Linked DNA regions of Mus musculus: all the other regions are linked to region 2. A link is a contact called in public HiChIP or PLAC-seq and Micro-C data. All regions are on one chromosome and are shown on one strand. The core of a region is the stretch at or near the end of the contact, and the rest is flanking DNA. Distances in the headings are between cores, read along the strand shown. Region 1 holds the start of Usp22 (ubiquitin specific peptidase 22). Region 2 has its middle 30 kb from the start of Aldh3a2. Region 3 overlaps Slc47a1 (solute carrier family 47, member 1).

The links. A called contact is a pair of places that touch in the nucleus more often than the background predicts. HiChIP or PLAC-seq counts read pairs in DNA pulled down with a chosen protein or histone mark.
Region 1: a contact with region 2 is called in a Micro-C map of embryonic stem cells, with 4 times the contacts expected there. The contact joins the promoter of Usp22 here to the enhancer-like site in region 2. A contact is called at or near these places in 1 of 39 promoter capture datasets (embryonic stem cells), 2 of 484 Hi-C or Micro-C datasets (both in embryonic stem cells) and 2 of 115 datasets of contacts at active chromatin or transcription factors (both in embryonic stem cells).
Region 3: an H3K27ac HiChIP or PLAC-seq map of embryonic stem cells shows a contact between it and region 2, with 24 read pairs. The contact joins two enhancer-like sites. A contact is called at or near these places in 2 of 39 promoter capture datasets (embryonic stem cells and macrophages), 2 of 484 Hi-C or Micro-C datasets (the N1E-115 cell line and nephron progenitors), 4 of 115 datasets of contacts at active chromatin or transcription factors (all in embryonic stem cells) and 3 of 9 other capture datasets (adipose tissue, liver and pancreatic islet).

Annotation. Positions count from the first base shown.
Region 1 is chr11:61,173,731-61,176,430 of GRCm38.p6, reverse strand. Usp22 (ubiquitin specific peptidase 22) reads left to right here and starts at 1,372. Exons shown (of 13, transcript NM_001004143.4): 1 at 1,372-1,716. The coding sequence starts at 1,546.
Region 2 is chr11:61,296,158-61,298,857 of GRCm38.p6, reverse strand. No RefSeq gene overlaps it. Among named protein-coding and RNA genes, the nearest start is that of Aldh3a2, 30 kb to the right of the region's middle. Within about 2 kb of position 1,352, at least 23 of the 459 cell types and tissues checked have an H3K27ac peak or open chromatin away from gene starts, as enhancers often do. A contact at or near this core is called in embryonic stem cells, where this site is marked.
Region 3 is chr11:61,360,660-61,363,359 of GRCm38.p6, reverse strand. Slc47a1 (solute carrier family 47, member 1) reads left to right here. Exons shown (of 17, transcript NM_026183.5): 8 at 240-337; 9 at 420-533; 10 at 606-673. Among named protein-coding and RNA genes, the nearest start is that of Slc47a1, 16 kb to the left of the region's middle. Within about 2 kb of position 1,384, at least 9 of the 459 cell types and tissues checked have an H3K27ac peak or open chromatin away from gene starts, as enhancers often do. A contact at or near this core is called in embryonic stem cells, where this site is marked.

The sequences.
Region 1 (2,700 bases), core at 123-2,622, 120 kb after region 2:
CTCCGGGCTCAAATGATCCTCCTGCCTCAACCTGAGTAGCTCCCAAAATATTCATATACACAGACACACCAACCCCCACCCACCCCCTTCTCTATGCTGTAACTCCTCTCTGGGTGATACTCAAATGCCAACTAAGATAGCATGCTAAGCCATATCTAAGCCTGAATACGACCATCACTGCTCTAAGACCAAGCTGGTACTCATTGGACAAGCCACAACTGCAATTGCTCCTCGGAACCATGACATCAAAATGCCTGTCGGCAATTTTTCTCGGCTGTCTTGTCTGCTAGCTGCTGTTACTGCAGTACACCGATGAACTCTCTACTTCTTCTGCCTTTTCTGTCTTGGAGAATTATTTCACTGCTCCACATCATGGGTACCTGTCTGCCTGAGTTTGACACCTAGCTGTTATCCTGTTTAAGGTATAACAGGAGAGAGGTGTCTATTTACTCGGTATATACAATTTGTAGGGCAGAAGATCAATATTTTCTCTTCTGAGTTGGTTTGCTGCACATCTGTGTAACCCTCAGATAGGAGAGCTAAATGCATCATAGCTCTATACTGTTCCTACTTAATAATAGAGTGTAATGTGGCTAGTACAAATTGAATTGCTATACCAAACCTGTATAACACGATATTTCAAAGCCAATGTAAAAATTTGACTTGATATTCTGTCTTTATTTGACTGCTTGTTAAAATTAATTTTATCTTTCTTGGTGCAAAATATTGTACAAAATGTAGCCACTAAAAAAATTCGTATACCAGTTGGCATTCTAGTTCAATAGGATAACGCTGAATAATATCCTAGGGAAGGGAAGATCTGTATTCTTGCCACGCCCAATCTCCAGCTGTGGCATTGCGGTACCCAACACAGTCGCCAAGATGGCAGTCTCTGCAGAAACGCCCACACTAGGAACTCCAAGGACCAACAAACAGAACCTAGAAACCCTCCTTTCAGAGAACTCGCAGACGCAGGCCCTACCCTGCCCCACCCCTCCGTCGCCCCGCCTCTTTGCGGCAGAGCTCAGGCCGGTGCAAACCGGTTCAGTGGCCTGACTGACACTCAGTTTTACCCAATCCTCAGCACGCCCCGCCTTCCAAGGAGAGACTCGAAACGTCAAATCGCTGGCGTCTCCGGAGGCGGTTCGAAAGCCTATAATAGGCGCAGACCGTGTCTTAGACCGGCAAACCACCAATGGTGTGACGCGAGGGCGGGACCCTGTTGACCCAACCCGAGGCCTTCGGCTTTTCTCTGGAGCCAGCGGGCGAGAGGAGGGCTGATAGGCGGGGTCTAGAGCAGCGGAGCCTGCGCACTAAGGCCGCCGGCCTGGGTGACGTTATCCTTTCCCGCGGACAGCTCCGCCCTGTCCCGCCCAGCCTCGCCCCGCCCTCCTCGAAGTCAGAGGGTGCTGCGCGTGCGGTGGGTGCTGCTGTAGCCTGCCTGAGTTCTCAACGCGGTCTTTGTCCCCCAGCTTTGTTCTCGCCGCCCTGGCGTCGTCCTCGCCCCCGTCGCCGCCTGCCCCGCGCGCCCGGGCCTTGCCCGCCATGGTGGCCAGGCCGGAGCCTGAGGTCGAGGCCATGGACGCTGAGCTGGCGGTACCGCCGCCTGGCTGCTCGCACCTGGGCAGCTTCAAGGTGGACAACTGGAAGCAAAACCTGCGGGCCATCTACCAGTGCTTCGTGTGGAGCGGAACTGCCGAGGCTCGCAAGCGCAAGGTGAGCCCAAGGCTTGCGCCGCTCTGCGGGCTGGGAAGCGGGGAGTGTAGGTGGGAGAGGGAGAGGGGAAGCCTGGTAGTCGTGGGGAGGGAGCCTGGCCTTGCGGGGAGGGCGTGAGGGGAAGCCTTGCCGTGAGGGGGTGGGGCCGAGGAATGGGCAAGGCGAAGCCTCGCGGTGCAGGGAAGGGGCTAGAGGAAGCATCCCGGTGCAGGAAGGGGGACTAAGGAGAACCTCGCAACGTGGGGAGGGGGCTAGAGGAAGCGTCGTGGTGCAGGGAGGGGGCTAGAGGAAGCATCACGGTGCTGGGAGGGGTCCAGGGACCACCTAGTGGACGCTGTTGGGAGTGTGGCGGTGGAACCCACGATGGGAGGGGGAGGGGTATCTGAGTAGGAGGAGGAAGATCTGTCTGGACATTCCATTGAGGAGTATTTGTCTGTAAAGGTAGTGGTGGGGGCCTGGGGTCTGCAGGGTAGTTCCGTGGATAACAGCTCGTTCCCGGGGCTGAGACCCTTCGCGGACACCTGAGGCTGGCAGGGCCTCCGCGCACTCGAGTTGAGAAGCGAGATTTTTAGGACGTAGGAGGTGATTGACAACCGCAGCCTTCGAGAGTGGCTATTTTGTTGTTTTGGGTCCTGTAAATCTCAGCAACTATGATGATTTTATTAGTGATTTGGAGATGGGAAAACATTATTTTCTAATTTAAAAAAAACTTCATAATTACAATTTGATTTTGAAGGTGAAAAGTGGAATAGAAAATTTTGATTGTTTCTATCTTGAGTAGCATTTTATAACGGGAGAACTGACAAATCTGCTGGGTGTTTCATGTTAAGCATCAAACTCTCCCTCTTTAGTTTCTCGAGGCAGGACTTCTCTCTATAGCCCTTGGCGTTCTTTTCTTTTTTCTTTTTTCTTTTCTTTTTGGTTTTTCGAGACAGGGTTTCTCTGTGTAGCCCTGGCTGGCTTCGAACTCAGAAATCCGCCTAC
Region 2 (2,700 bases), core at 103-2,602:
GTTATGAATATAAGAGCTCTCTGTGCCAGGGCCAGGAATGGGAGTGGGTGGGCTGGGGAGCAGGGGGAGAGGGAAGGGGATTTTCGGAGGGGAAACTAGGAAAGGGGATAACATTTAAAATGTAAATAGCCGGGCATGGTGGCACACACCTTTAATCCCAGGACTCAGAAGGCAGAGGAAGGCAGATTTCTGAGTTCAAGGCCAGCCTGGTCTACAGAGTGAGTTCCAGGACAGCCAGGGGTATACAGAGAAACCCTGTCTCAAAGAAAAACAAAAACAAAACAAAACCAAAAACAAACAAACAAAAAAAGTAAATAAAATATCTAGTAAAAAATTTTAAAAAGAGTTCTCTGTCTTTTATTTGGGAACTAAATGATCATAAGCGGGTAGAAACCCCCAATTAATTTTAACCATGACAAAGGAGCCTCTTCAGTGTTCATAAAATGATTACTATTAAGCATGACCCTGATTTTGTACCTAGCTGAAGCCGTCTGCCTTCCAAATCAGTGGCCATGAAGCATCACAATGTCCACCCAGAGGACTACACTGACAGTTGTCTGGTGACATCACCTGCACTAACAGCCATCATGGCTTCCACTCAATGCAGCCTATGGGCTTTTCCACCTGTGCCCCAGTTTCTGAATGACAACTTGGAGGCTTGCTATTTATTAATAAATGCCTCTGCCTCAAACTAGGCTTGTTCTCTGGCCAGCTCATAACTCAGTTAACTATTTACTCTTTTATACAGTGCCACGTGGCTGGTTACCTTTCCTCCATTTCATACATCTGACTTCCTTTGAGTCCTCATGACGAATCTCTCACACCTGGCTGCTTACCAGAATTCCTGGCTGCTTACCAGAATTCATTCTCTCTCTCTCTCTCTCTCTCTCTCTCTCTCTCTCTCTCTCTCTCTCTGTCTGTCTCTCTCTCTCTCTCTCTGCCAGGTGTCCCATCTTCTAATCCTTCCCCAGTTTACTGGCCATCAGTTTTTATTGACAGGTGATGCTTCCACACAGTACACAAGAGATTCTCTCTACAAGCCTAAATGCCCAAAGCCACACTCCTTCATTCTTTGTATAACCCTCAGGAAACCCAACAGGTTCTAAAAAGGGATCCGTGGCACCCTGGAGAATGGTTGCCAACCCTAGTTGCTTTCCTCTCCTCCCAGTGGAAGAACCTACCAAGCTAAGCTTCCAACTTGTGTTTGTTTCCTCAAGTCCAGAGTCAAACTTAGCAATATCATCCACATAGTTTCGCAGATAAAGAGGTGGTGGGATGCTGTGCATGGGCCTGGGGCTGTTTGCATTTTGATGCTAATTCTGCTCTCCTGGGAGGAGTTGCAGACAAGGAGTGAGTCACACACTCAGGTGACTTCTTGTGAACCAATCCCCTAGTGAATAAAGGAGGCAATCACTGGGGGAGTAAGAGGGACTTCCAGGTTATCCTTGTTTCTGAACTAAGTTTGTGCGGTGTTTTTCTTCTCTCAGTTCCAGAGAGAAAGGTACAGCAGCAAAGCATGGGTTTACCTGATGTGCACCTCAAAGGCCGCGGGGGTATTGAAGCACGGGGCTGGCGTGGTAGCAACCCATGAGTGGGAACCTAGTGAGCTGGGTGGAGATTTTGAAGTTCTGAGTCAGAGTCTCCACAAGATAATAGGCCGGCCATTGCCCGCACAAGCATGGAAACGTGCCGGTTCTTTTTTAGTATTTCCCGTTTAGTATTTAGAATCTTCCTCTACTGTTAAGGAACGCTACTGAGGTCAGGTACGTAGCAGAGGAGACCCTGAGAGATCATTGCACAAAGCTGTGAAAGTGAATCCTGGATTGTGTTTGAGATCCCCCAGAGCCATGGCATCTCCACACAGGGAACAGAACTAGTCCAGGATACAGACATGTACTTCAGGTAGCAAAGCTGGAAGGGCTGCTTCATCTAAGCCCTCTGACTACAGATACGGGGCTATAGAACTTGGTTTGCCCTGCTGGGTCTCAGTCTTGCTTTGGCCTAGTGTTTCCTCCCTATACCCAGTCTCCTCCCTTTTGTAATGGTAATTTATATTCTTTATATTGAAAGTGTAGGGTAAAAGGGTCAAGGAAAGAAAACCCTGACCCTGACTTGACCCCAAGGCCCCAGACCAGGAACAAGGGGAAAAAAACAAAACCAAACAAACAAACACCAATCCCTGGGCTTTAAGATCAGGCCACAGAGTCCCTCCAATCCCAGGCTACCCTGGAAATCTCCACTCCCTCAAGAGACCCTATATACAGCCTGTCTTCTGTTCTGTTTCCTGCTGTTTCTGTCTGAGTAGAGGTAGACACTGGGTTTTCCCCCTCCTAATCTTTTGTGTGAGGTTTGATGTGTGATGTGACATTGTAGTATTCCTTCACTCCAAGTTCCAAGGATACTTTTGCCAGGAGAGTGGTAACAGCCCCATTGGGGAAGGTTTTCCCCTCAGAGCTATAACACTTCTAGGAAGTATGCAATTGTATGTTGGAAAAATGTGATTTGCTCTTAAAAAAAAAACAATTTATTGATTCTTTGTGAATTTCATAACATGCATCCCAGTTCCATTCATCTCCCTGTCCCTCCATATCAACTCTCTGCCCTTGCAACCTCCCCCTCAAAAGAAAACAAAATATAAAAAAATAAAATGGAAAAAGAAAACCCATCTCGCTGTGAAAGCTGTAGTGTGTCACACAGTAT
Region 3 (2,700 bases), core at 135-2,634, 64 kb before region 2:
GTGGGGTGGAGTGGGGGAACTACATTAGGCTTTCCCAGGGAAAGAGGGTAGTTTAGCAGGTGTGGGTGTGACCTTCTGGAAAGTGCTGTCAGAGTGAAGGGGATACTGCCCTAAACAGAAGTAACCTCAGGGCCTATAGTGGAGGAGGGCACCGTGAAGGGTACATGGCTTCCCAACTCACTGGGCCAGGGTGGAGAAGGTGGAACACAGTATTCACCCACAGCTGCTGGTTTTCGCAGGGGTTCAGCATTGGCCAACACCATCTCCCAGTTTGCCCTGGCCATTTTCCTGTTCCTCTACATCCTCTGGAGAAGACTACACCAAGCCACCTGGGGAGGTAAAGACCACCTTTTGAGCCTTTGACCGTGACTTCTGCCTGAAGGTCAGACATGTTGCAAACCTATCTGTTGCACCTGCAGGGTGGTCCTGGGAGTGTCTGCAGGACTGGGCCTCCTTCCTGCGACTGGCTATCCCCAGCATGCTCATGCTGTGCATAGAGTGGTGGGCCTATGAGGTTGGCAGCTTCCTGAGTGGTACGTATGCAGATGGATGACTGGTGGGGACCCTGTGGCTGGGGCCAGGCATCAGCTGACCATCTTTACTAGGTATCCTTGGCATGGTGGAGTTGGGAGCCCAGTCCATCACCTATGAATTGGCTATCATTGTATACATGGTAAGTGCTCAAGACCCTCCACGGTAAAGGGGACCTGTTTTCTATCCTGAGAGTCCTACAAAGAGCAAAAGGCACTGGTGACATTAAGTAATGCTGTCTGAGATGGTTCCTGACGTAAAATGCTTCCCTGGAGCTGGGGTCTGAGGTATGGACATGTAATTTCAGCTGGGTAGAGAGTGAAGCAAGAGAGTCACAAGTTCAAGGGTGGACTGTGCTAAGGACTAAGATATCAGAGTAAAGAATAAAAGGGTGTGTGTGGGGGGGGGTGGAGAGATGGCTCAGCGGTTAAGAGCACTGACTGCTCTTCCAAAGGTCCTGAGTTCAAATCCCAGCAACCACATGGTGGCTCACAACCATCCTTAACAAGATCTGACCCCATCTTCGGGAGTGTCTGAAGATAGCTACAGTGTAACTTACATATAATAAATAAATAAATCTTAAAATAAAAGAAAAGAATGAAAGGGGGTAGGGATAGCTCATTGGTAGAGCATTTATCTAGTACCCATGAGGCCTTGGGTTTGATCCTTGACCTACTCCCGCACAAAGTCTTCTAGGAGCTGGAGAGGTCCTTTTTGACCCATATGGTCAGGAATCCCAGTAGGCAGCAGGAGGGGAGGGCAGAAACCCAAAAGATCTGCTAATTCTGTCTCTGACCCCATTCAGATGTAAAGCAGTTGACTGTGTTTCCACACTGTCAGAATCTTTTCCTTTGTCCCAATGCCCTGGTGCCCTGTGGGTGGAGTGGTAAGGAATGGAGGGCTGGTTACCAAGGTCAGATATGTGCGGGTTCCGATGAACGCATATCAGTTATCTCCTGGAAAGGCCGGGGGCCGGAGGTGGGGAGAGTAGTGCACTTACAAGAATGGAAAGTAGGGACATGGACAAATATGTGTCCACCATGCTTACAGAGGCTTTACTGGCTGTAGATAAGAGGCATTGCCTGAGTGTTGGCCTGTCGGTGGAGGAATGGGTGGGCCAAGTATGGAGCATGCGCACAGAGAAAAGTTGGAGCATGCGCACAGAGAAAAGTTGGAGCATGCGCATAGAGAAAAGTTGGTCACCCTTAAAAGTGAAGGACACTCTGACGTGCTAGAAAATACATTGTTAGAGGCTTCTCTGTCACTTTGTTTCACAGAAAACTCCAACCTGAAATTCTGAAGGCCTAGATTTTATAGCATGCATCTCTTGAGACGGAAAGCTAAAGAAGGGACAAAGGTGGCGGGCTGTAGTAGAGAATACCTAGCATACTTGAGGCTCATGCCCAGGACAATGCAAAAAAAAAAAAAAAAAAATTTAGAGGAGAGGAAGGGGTATTTATAGTATGGAGAAGGACTCAGCCAGCTGACATTTTACCATCTGTTGTTTATATTTAAAATATACAGAGTATATACACTTTCTTGGTTTTTTGTTTGTTTGTTTTTTGTTTTTTTCTGGCACTGTTGGGGATCCAGCACGACAGGTCAATGCTCTCCCTCTATTTGGGGGCATATATTTTTATTTTCACTGTTTGTAGAAGACATTTTTAACCTGTACCTCATGTTTATACATCTCATATTTTAGCAAATTTAGTTAAGTACATTTATCAGTGCCTGAAGTCCATGAGCCCATTATCTTTAAGTTAGTCTCTCACTGCCCAGTATTTAAATTCATAATTTTTCAATAAGATCAGCAACACCCCAGGATGCCTCCTAGGACAAATATCTTTATGTGATTTCCTAACCTTTTTATCTTTAAGATAAATGCCTATAGATCCATGTAGAACTATGTATATGTTTTTTTACATATCTTGTCCTCTGCCCACTACAAGCTCAGAAGAGCATATTCATATTTCTCTCCAGTTAAAAGAAGGATATAAACCTTCTCTATAGATGTGCCACATCTGTAGATGTGTGCACAACATCATGTTTATGGACTCCCTGTCTGTTTGTCATTACTTGTTCTAATATAGTCTCAGTAACTTTCCCCCCTGGCATAAAGGAGACATGTCCTGTTAAAGTCTTTTAATCATTAATGTCCTGTAATTGGGA